Regions from separate parts of the Sus scrofa genome. Here region 2 is linked to region 1. The links are chromatin contacts, called in public HiChIP or PLAC-seq maps. All regions are on one chromosome and are shown on one strand. Each heading gives the region's core, a stretch centred on a gene start, on an enhancer-like site or on the middle of the called end of the contact. The rest is flanking DNA. Distances are from core to core; before and after follow the strand shown. Region 1 holds the start of L2HGDH (L-2-hydroxyglutarate dehydrogenase, mitochondrial). Region 2 holds the start of LOC110259558.

Region 1 (4,907 bases), core at 989-3,488:
GAATTATTTCACTTTGCTAATCTATGAAGCACATGCTAAAAATCACAGAGTAATAAAGTCACTACTGTGGGGTGACCCATGAAAGCCTGACCACAGACCCTCAAATTGTATACTTCAAAATCAACTACATCCTGTGCAATGGTTAAAATTAAAAATAGTGAAAGTACTGAAAGCTGGTGACACTGAGGAGAAACTGGATTACTCAATATTGCTGCTGGAAATGTAAAATGGTACAGCCGCTTTGGAAAAGTTTGGCAGTTTCTCACAAAACTAAACATGTGCTCATCATATGACCCAGTAATTAGACTCTTGGGCATTTATCCCAGAGATACAAAAAACAGGCTCACAGAAAAAGCTGTACACTAATTTTCACAGCAGCTTTATTCGAAATAGCTAAAAACTAGAAAGAGCTCACATGTGGTGAGCTTCAATGGGTGAACTGAAAAAGAGCTTCAATGGGTGAATGGTTAAACATGCTGTGTTATGTCCATACCATGAACTACTACTCAGTAATAAAGAATAAACTATCAATACATGCAACAATTTGGATGGAACTCAAGGGATTACACCGAGTGAAAAAGCCAATTCCAGAAAATTACATACTATATAATTCCATTTATTATAACATTCCTGACATAACAAAACTTTAGAGGGAGAAGAGAAAGGGGAAGAGGGTGTCCCGCCAGCAGAGGGATCCTGGTGGTGATGGCACTGTGCTACAGCTTGACTTGTGGATACAAGAATCTACATACATATGCCATAGAAGTATTCAGAACTACATACATACATGTAAAACGAGGGGTACCTGAATAAGATCCATGGCCTGTGTCGATGTCATTTTCCTGGTTGTGATATTGTATGATCATTTTAGAAGATGTTATCACTTGACTGTTTCTTACAACTACATGGGAATCTACAATTAGCTCAAAATGAAAAATCGAACTAAAAACTATTTCTTTTTTTTTCATTTGTGATGAACGAGCAGGTAACATTCCACAATGTCTTCACAAATAAAGAAAATATGTACAACTGTCCAGGTGATAAAACCATTTAAACATAACAAAAGCCATCATTTTATTGAACACTTTTCTGTGCTAAACATCTGATAAGCCTTATATCATATAATCTGCAAAAAAAGCCCTATGAGGGAGAACTCCTAGTTCACAGAGGAGGTTCTGAGGCGAAGAGGTGAAATGACTTCCCCAAGCTACCTGATTAATAAGTGGAGCCAAATTCAGAGAGGTATCAAGCCCTTCCAGCAATAAGGCTACATCATTCTATTTTCGTTCCCTTCAGCTGTCCTGACCCTAAAGATTAAAAACTTCCATCAAGCATAGGGAGCATAGCGATAAACAGGCATAGCGATACAGAATCACGTAGTTTTACAAAGGTCTTTCAAAGATCACATAGTCCACTTCCTTCATTTTACAGATAAACAGATCTGAAGTGACCTGCACAGGTGAGTCGCTATTCTTAGCCCCGCACAGCATATTTAAAACTGTATCTCGGTCCAGGATTTAAGAAAAGGAAACAGATTGCTAAATAATTATAGAGACCAAGCCCTCTGGTTCACCAAGCCTCTTAATATTTAAAGGACCAATAAATGACTGAAAGAATGACGCGCTAGGAGGCCCATATATAGAAGTCCAGGAAACTGCAGGCTAACAGGCGTTGCCATGACAGACCCTCGGTTCGAATGAAGCTAGGGCGGGGCAGCGAGCGCCCCTACGTGGGTGGGAGACTGCGGTGCCCAGCAAAGGGCCTTGAGTGACGTGGAGAGGGGTTGAGAGGGGGTGGGGCCTCCGGTGCGGGGCGGGGCCTTGAGTGACGCGGGGCTGGGCTTCGAGAGTCGCAGACAGAGGGAGGTTGAGAAGGCGGGGCCTAGAAAAGGGAGGTTGTTGGGCCTGCCCAAACCAAAATTTTTTCCATAATCATCCCCCGACTTTCTCTCGCGGCCCCGAGTCCACTCGGCAGCGAAGTCGAGGACGCGAGAGTCGGCACGCCAGATTTTCAGTCTGCCCAGCTAGGGCAGAAGGGAAAAGGCAGAGCGTAACCACCCCCTAGTCCCGCCCCGCTCGGGGACTAGCTCCTTACTCACAGCGTCGAAGGGAGGGAGGGAGCGAGTGAGCGTCCCTGGCGTCTACGGTAGCGCCGGCCTGCCCTTCGCCCTTTGCCGCGCGCGCCCATTGGCCATTAATGGCGGCTCCCACGTGAGGCAAAGGCGCGCCTCTCATTGGCCCCTGCGCAAGAGGCGGGGCTAGACAGCACTGGGACTTGGGCAGTGCTGGGATCCAGGGCCGCTTCTGGGGCTTGAGGCAGGGTAGGAGTGGGGCACCGGTGATGGTGCCGGCGCTGCGTTACCTGGGCAGCGTCTACGGACGTGCCCGCGGGGCTTTCTCCGGAGGCTTCCTCGCTGCTGGCGCGCCCGCGCCAGGGAACCTCTGGCTGTTGTGCCAAGGTGGCCGCAGAGCCAGCACCAGGTGAGTAGCCGCTGGCCCGCCCCCGCCGCTTGCGCTGCTTCTCTCAGAAGTGCCTGGTGCTGGACCTCTGCCCTTGCTCTGTTTCCCTGTCCTAGGCGCGAGAGAAGGTCGAGATCTTGTGCAGCCCGGGCTCCAACCTCTGATCCCAGGAGCTACCTGCTGGAATCGTTCGTAGTGTCTGTGAGGAAAAGAGTAAGAAAGGCAGTGTTGAGTAGAGGTCAAGAATACTTGAGGCTTTGAATACAAATCCACCACCTCCTAGTCCACTCTGGGAGGGTTACTTAAGCTCCTTAAAGGCTCAGCTGTGAATAGGATCCTAGTCTATTGCGTAGGTGGTCGTTTGCGGGATTAAAGGACCTAGCACACTGTAAACAATCAAATAGGCTGTTTATTCGCTGGCCTCCATGGTTTTACTTGGAAGGTCTGAAACCGGTCTTAAATCAGTTCTTGGCACACACATGCTGCATAGAGTTGCCCCTGTGAGAAGCAGCTCAGTTAGTTGCTAGGCAAACCCTGCAGAATTCAGCATCCTGTGATTCGAAGTTTGGAGACTTTCTCTGCTATCTGTAGAGGGAATGGTTTATGCGAAGGTTTCAAAGCTGGAAAGTTCTTGGTTGTTGAGAGAACTAGAATGTGAGCAAGATCAGTGTGACTGGAGCTTAGAGGAACAGAGACCGTGTGGAGAGGGGCTGCACCACAGCAGGGTTTTTGTGTTAACTATGTATGAAACCTTGTTCTAAGACCGCTAGGAGTCTTTTAGAGGATTTCTAAGAAGTGATTAAATGTTGATGTTTCAAAAGTTGACTCTGGCTGCTATGTATTAGTAGATTGGAGAGGGGTTAGAGTGGAATAGGATTTAGTGATTCATCGTGTGGGTATGTAGACAGTTCTTTTAGGAACTTTTTCTTAAGAGAAGAAAAGTAAGGTGAGTGAAGTTTCATTTATACTTTTTATTTTGAGGTAATTAAAGATCCATAGGAAGTTTAAAAAGAGCAGAGAGTACTCATGTAGCCTTTTTCACCCAATTTACCCCAATAATAACATCTTACATAACTGTAATACAGTATCAAAACTAGGAAATTGACGTTGGTACAATCCATAGACCTTGTTCAGATTTCATCATTTAAATGCACTCATTTGTGTATTTGTGTGTGTTTCTATGCAGTTTAATCACATGTGTTAATTTGGGTAACTGCCACCACAATTAAGAAACAAATGTTCCATCAGTACAGAGATTTTGTTACCCACCCCTTTGTGTTCACACCTCATCTCTCCACCTTTTCTCACCATTGGCAACCACAAATTTTTAGCTCTATGGTTTGGTAATTTTGAGAATGTTATGTAAGTGGAATTACACAATACGTAACCTTTTGAGATTGGCTTTTTTCACACAGCGTAATATCCTTGCAATCAATCCAAGGTGTTGCCTGTGTTGATAGTGGGTTCCATTTAATTGTTGAGTAGCACTCTGTGGTGTTAGATGTATTACACTTTGCTTAACCAGTTGAATGGTATCTGGGCTATTTCCAGTTTTGACTATTATGAATAAAGCTGCTATGAACACATGTACAGATTTTTGTAGGCACATTAAGTTTTCATTTCTCTGCGATAAATTCCAAAGAGTGCAATTGCTAAGACGTGTAGTACGCACAGGTATAGTTTCTGAGGAAACTGCCATGCTCTTTTTCCAGAATGGCTGTACTGTTTTACATTCCTACCAGCAATGTGTGGTTGGTCTAGTTCCTCTCATCCTCATCAATGTTTAGTTATCACTTAAAAAAAAAAAAAAGCCATTCTGAAAGGGGTCTGGTGATACCTTATTGTAGTTTTAGTTTGCATTTCCCTAATGACTGAAGGTACTGAGCGTATTTTCATGTTCTTTATTGCCATCATATCTATTCTTTATGATGAAATGTTTGCTTATATCTTTTGCCTGTTCTCTAAATGACTTGTTTGTTTTTTATGTATATGAGAAATGAGTCCTTTGTCAGCTATATAGTTCACAAATAAGTGTTTTCTCACAATTTATTTGTTGTCCTCTTACCCTCTTAACAGGGTCATTTGCAGAGCAATTTATCAATTTTTTTCTTTTATGGATCATGCTTTTGGTGTGAACACTTCATCTAGCCCTAGATACCAAAGATTTTCTCCTGTTTTCTTCTCAAATTTTTAGTGTGAATGTTTGATGATAATGAAAAACTGATAATTTTTTTTTAGTTAGAATAACAACATTGGAGTTCCCATTATGGTTCAGCAGGTTAAGAACCTGACATAGCGTCCTTGAGGATACGGGGTTTGATCCTTGACCTCGCTCAGTGGGTTAAGGATCCTGTGTTGCCGCAAGATGCAACATAGGTCGCAAATGCAGCTCATATCCACTGTTGCTGTGGCTGTGGCGTAGGCCTGCAGCTGCAGCTCTGATTCCAC
Region 2 (4,907 bases), core at 638-3,137, 520 kb before region 1:
TGTAGTATAATATCACAACCACGACATTGACATCAGTACAATCCTAGGGGTTTATTCAAATGTCACCAGTTTTACATTCACTCCTCATTTGTGTGAGTATATATTTAGATCTATGCAATTTTGTCACGTGTGATCTGCTTTTGAATCTCAGCTCTGCCAACTAGCTATGTGGTCCTGAGCAAATTCCTTCACTTCTCTGAGGCCCAATTTCCTCATTTGCAAAATGGATATAAAAACGTCTGCCACCTAAGGGTGGTGTGAGGACTAGGTAAGTTCATCCTGTAGAGTTTGCAGCACACTGGATTCTCAATAACTGGTAGTTTCTTTCCTGTCTATCCCTTGTTCTTTCAGTAGCAGGGGAGCATTCTCTAGTTTCTTGCTGAGCTAACCAGGCTTGTGTATTATAATAAATCAGGTGTCTCCTTCTTCAAGGGCAACACATTCAATCCCGCAGCCTAAAGAGAGAACAGTGGTGTCACCTCCGGCCCACCGCTGACACCTCTAGGCTTGGACTGGGATCCTGTCTGCATCCAGGTCAGGGGTGTAGGGATGAGGGGAGTGAGAAGCAGAGACTCGGGGAGCCAGAGGAGTAGGGATAGGAGGGAGGAGCCAGTAAATGCTGAGCAACGCCAAGGAGTTTCTGTCCTCTGTGGCTATTGACCGACCGAGGGTTGGATGTACCCGGGGAAGGCTGGATAGCGGGAGGGAGGGAGCCTAAAAGGACAGGTGGCAGGTAAGGAAGCCAGTCTAAACCTGGTAAGAGGGTCGCATTTGCTCCATAAGGTTCAGAGTCAAGTCCGGAGCTCTTCCACCTCCTGGACCCCTCTTCCAATGACCGCCAATGGACGCTCGAGGGCTGAGTAATCCAAGGCCTCCTGGGGGCAAGAGAGGCACCTGAATCTCCACCCTGAGGTTCCACGGGCTGGAGGTAGGGACCATTCCCCGACCCGGAGACGTCGCCAGCCAGGTGTTGTAGGCGCAGAGGGGTGTGTGCGCTCCCTTTGGAAGAAAGGAGAGGCTATTGGGCAGGGGGGTCGACCTCAGGGCGCTGACCTCCTCCGCCTGGGCTCCCGCGAGCCGCGGCGTTTTCAAATTCAAATCTCCCAGGCGACAGCCCCAGCGTCCCAGACAAAACGGGACCGGGCTCCGCGGTGCTCCGGCCACCCGAGTCGCAGAGGTGGTGGAGCGCGTGGGAGACGGACCCCTGCAAGTGTCAGGGCGGCGCCCGGCGCTCCTCCCTCAGCGGCCCCAGCTGCGCGGGCCGCGGAGGAGGAGCCGCGCCCTGGCCGGCGTCGCCCTAGCTCCTCCTCCCCGCGCGGGGCCTGGCCCTTCCTCCCCGGCGTCCAAAGCTTCGGGTGGCCGCAGCCGAGCGGGTAGCCGAGCGCGCTGGGCGCGGCTATCCCGCTGCCACCGCCGCCGCGTCCGAGCTCGAGTGCTCCCGCGGTCATGGTCCCCGCGGCGGCGCCGGCCGCCTGAGCCCCGGGACGCGGTAAGCGCAGAGCTCTCTCCCGGGGACCCCCGCCCCGCGGCCTGGGGGTGTGCAGAGGCCTCGGGCTGCCCCCGCGCTTCGGCGAGGCCCTGTGCTCCGGGGCGGCCCCGGCACCGTGACAGGCTGGGGTTTCCCCTCTGAGGCCAGGGCTCGGCGGTGGCTGTCCCCGCGGGCCGGGAGCAGGGGGTGGCGGCCGACTCGGTCCGGGGCGCTCCCGCGGGACGAGGCGGGGAGGGGGCGGCGTGGGCGGCGGAGGAGGGGCAGGTCAAGGAGCGCGGGCTGCGCGGGCGGGGGGCGAGCGGGCGGGCGTGGAGGATGCGCGCCGCAGCCTCCGGGAGCCGCGCTTTTGTGAGCGCTGGCTCCTTACATATGGAAATGACGCTCGTGCGGGTCCCCATTCGCGTCCTTTTGAAGGACGCCCGCCCGGAACCCCGGCGTCGGCTGCGAAGTATTGTCCCGCTCCCCGAGCCCTAACAAAGCGTCCTCCCCCGCTTTGCAGAGCACTGGAGGCAGGCGGCCGGCTGTGCGGACGCGACGGAGAGGCCGACAGAAGGTAGGCGAGGATGGCGGGGGCCGAGAGACCTGCTTCCTGGGGACCCAGTGAGGTTTCTGGGGGTGGTGAAGGGCAGGCGAGTCGGGGGCGCATCCGCTTCGCAGGCTGCCGGGGACCTGGGCGACGCGCCCCCGCACCGGCCGCACCTCACCTCCCGGGTCTGCAGCGCAGCGGGGTCTGGGCACCTTCGCTGCCTGCGTGGTCCCGGCCCGCAGCTGCCAGCTGAAAGCAGCTGCTGTGTGATGGTCGAGGAGCGGACTTGAGTCCGGGAGGGAGCAGAAGGGGCGGTTATTCGGTTGCCTTGTGCCACCCGGGCAGCCCTGTGGCTGAGAAACTGAAGTGAAACCTGTCTAGGGAACCCTGAGGTGTTAGCCTAGGCTGAGTAGCGGAGAGCTGATGGCCGTCAGTTAAGTGGGAATTATAGAAGGTGTGCGGAATCATTGCAGAGAGAAGGATTTCCCCAGTGCAATTACTAAGAAAAGGAGAAGAACGGAAAGACACTCCATTATTGCTTGAAAGCCTGGACCGCCAGACCCGCAGAATGGAAATATTGAGGGAGTAGCTTCTTGGGTTCCAGGGGCTGGGATTCTGCAGCTACCAAACCGGTCCTTGACAAAAGGACAGAGCTGATGGAAACAGTTTACTGCTCAGAGCTCTTTCTGTGAAGTTGAAAGAGAGGGAGCAATGGGAAGAGGCAATTTCCCAGCCTCAGCCCTGACAAACCAGGGCTAGGGTGCCAATAAAATGGGAACTGGAAAAATCGTCCTACCGTCAACCTTGTTTCTAGACAACTTAGCTATTATGAGATCTTCTGCTTTCTTTACTTAACTGGGACAGATCCCCTCCTGGTGTTGAATTCCTAAGACAGCCTTGCCATGCAACTTAACTCCTGAATTTGTGAAATCAAAATAGATTGCATGGTAGTCTTTTATGACAGATGTGGTAGCTTTTTACGATTAGAATCCTAATAAAGTTCACCAAGGTACACAGGCTAAGCCTCTGAAACCATGGATGATTTTCACTGTGGCTCCCTTAAATACATTAACATAAATTTATATCTGTTTACTTGTTTCCTGAGGCTTGACAGTCTGCAAGGATTTTTTTTTTTTTTCTGTGTCATGTTAATTTTATCTAGAGTCTTCCTTAGTAGCTAGTGTACTGACCTGAAATATTGAAAGGTCTTGCTGTGGAGTTGAAAGGGGCTGTGAAAATTCCCAGACTGTGTAACAGTTGCATTACAGGCTGGCTGATAAAACAATTTGTTAGGGTCTCCTCTGCTGTTGTCAGTGTACTTAAGGCGGTGAAGAGAACTGTGAAGTTTGTTTGCAGGTTTGTTTATTTTCATCTGGTCTCTGGTGATTCCTTGGAGAAACGCATTCTGACCGACAGTATAGATAAAGTGTAAGAGTTATGGATGTTCTAAATGGGTTAGACATCAGTAAAGATACTGCTAAGGCAGGAAAAGGCTTTCCAAAGGGCAACGGAAAGGCAGCCATCACAGGCACTGTCTTTGCATTAAAATGTCAAGGATCAGTCATTTTATAGGCACTTGCTCGGAATGGCCTGGGTATCTTTTTTTTTCTTGTCTTTTTTCATTTCTGATGTGTGATGACCCTTAATATCAAAAGATGTTAACTGTCACAGAGGGGGAGAATAGAGCTCCAGTGAATTCTGAACAGCCAATCTTAATTTAATAAGCAATGTTCTTATCAATAAGTCAAATGTTGTTCAAATCAGTTGTTTTAAATGTCACTGCAAATGACTTTCTAAAGTAACATTTTACCAGTCTTGATGCTTCCATTTTATGTCTATAATGAAAATACATTTTATCAGTCTAACATTGATAAAGGGATGGCAAGATTAGCCACACCATTTTAGAGGGATTCAAAGCAGCCTAAAGTCTTTTCAGGAACTTTATTTTTATAGATGCCAATTCATTTGTAAGCCAATAAATGATGTGGTTTGAATTCTAGCTATTGAATTTACATCTGCTGGGCAGGGGCTTGTGAGATTTACCGAAGCTTACAGAAAGATATTTTTATCCTATTGACAAATGGAGTTTTTAAAAGATTATGGGAATATGCAAGTGAGCAACTTTATTTGAAAATCAGGACATTTTATTGTGATTTATATCAGTAATTAACCATTTATTCAAGCTTTTGAATGGAAAAATTACGATCTAATACTCTTAAAAAACAAAGTTGGGAAAATATTTTTCATAGATGTGAGAAGAGAAGCTTTTTGCTTTTATACCCCAGGGAACTGTGTATTCAGCACTGCAGGTATTCTAAATTAATTTGAATAAATATGGCTCAAGAAGTGAAAGTTGTGAAAAAGCTGTCTCTTTTAAGAAAGTAACAAACATGCAGCCCTGTTTTGGCTTCAGTAATTTTACTTAGTAGTGATTACAGTGATTGAATCTACCATGTGCAAGGCTAATGATTTTATTGCTCCAGCTATCCTGAGTTAACAACTTGATTGGGTAATCCACCTAACAGATTTAACAAAAGCTTGCGTTTGCTACATCATTCAGGATAGTAAAATGCTGAAGCTTAGTTATGTTTTAGGATAAATGCTAGTAGGATATGCTTAGTTAAATTAAAATTTTTTTTTTGTAGTTAGCAGTGGTTGTTATTTTCTTTCAAATGTAATGTGATTTTTTTTTCCCTCTGTGAGGCAGTGCTTAAGCTTTTGTGTTACATTTTTACACTCAGATTTTATTCTTGCTGATAACTGTGCTTTTAGTATCCAGCTGGAAGTGAGGTGCTATTTTAGCAGAGAGGAGTATCTGACAATAATCAATTTGATGCATAGCCATTTGGGGGAGAAATATTCTATAGCAACAGGTGAATGGAGACAGTTGCT

What was found. HiChIP or PLAC-seq counts read pairs in DNA pulled down with a chosen protein or histone mark.
Region 2: an H3K27ac HiChIP or PLAC-seq map of skeletal muscle shows a contact between it and region 1, with 2.9 times the contacts expected there. The contact joins the promoter of LOC110259558 here to the promoter of L2HGDH in region 1. A contact is called at or near these places in 2 of 2 datasets of contacts at active chromatin or transcription factors (alveolar macrophages and skeletal muscle).

What each region holds. Positions count from the first base shown.
Region 1 is chr1:180,066,499-180,071,405 of Sscrofa11.1, reverse strand. It overlaps L2HGDH (L-2-hydroxyglutarate dehydrogenase, mitochondrial), which reads left to right and starts at 2,238. Exons shown (of 10, transcript XM_001926818.5): 1 at 2,238-2,480. The coding sequence starts at 2,341. It overlaps ATP5S (ATP synthase subunit s, mitochondrial), which reads right to left and starts at 2,249. Exons shown (of 5, transcript XM_013993389.2): 1 at 2,099-2,249. The coding sequence starts at 2,234.
Region 2 is chr1:180,589,323-180,594,229 of Sscrofa11.1, reverse strand. It overlaps LOC110259558, which reads right to left and starts at 1,887. Exons shown (of 3, transcript XM_021085051.1): 1 at 1,604-1,887; 2 at 1,054-1,530; 3 at 785-875. The coding sequence starts at 1,887. The coding sequence ends at 1,095. NIN (ninein) reads left to right here. Exons shown (of 34, transcript XR_002346861.1): 3 at 1,989-2,042.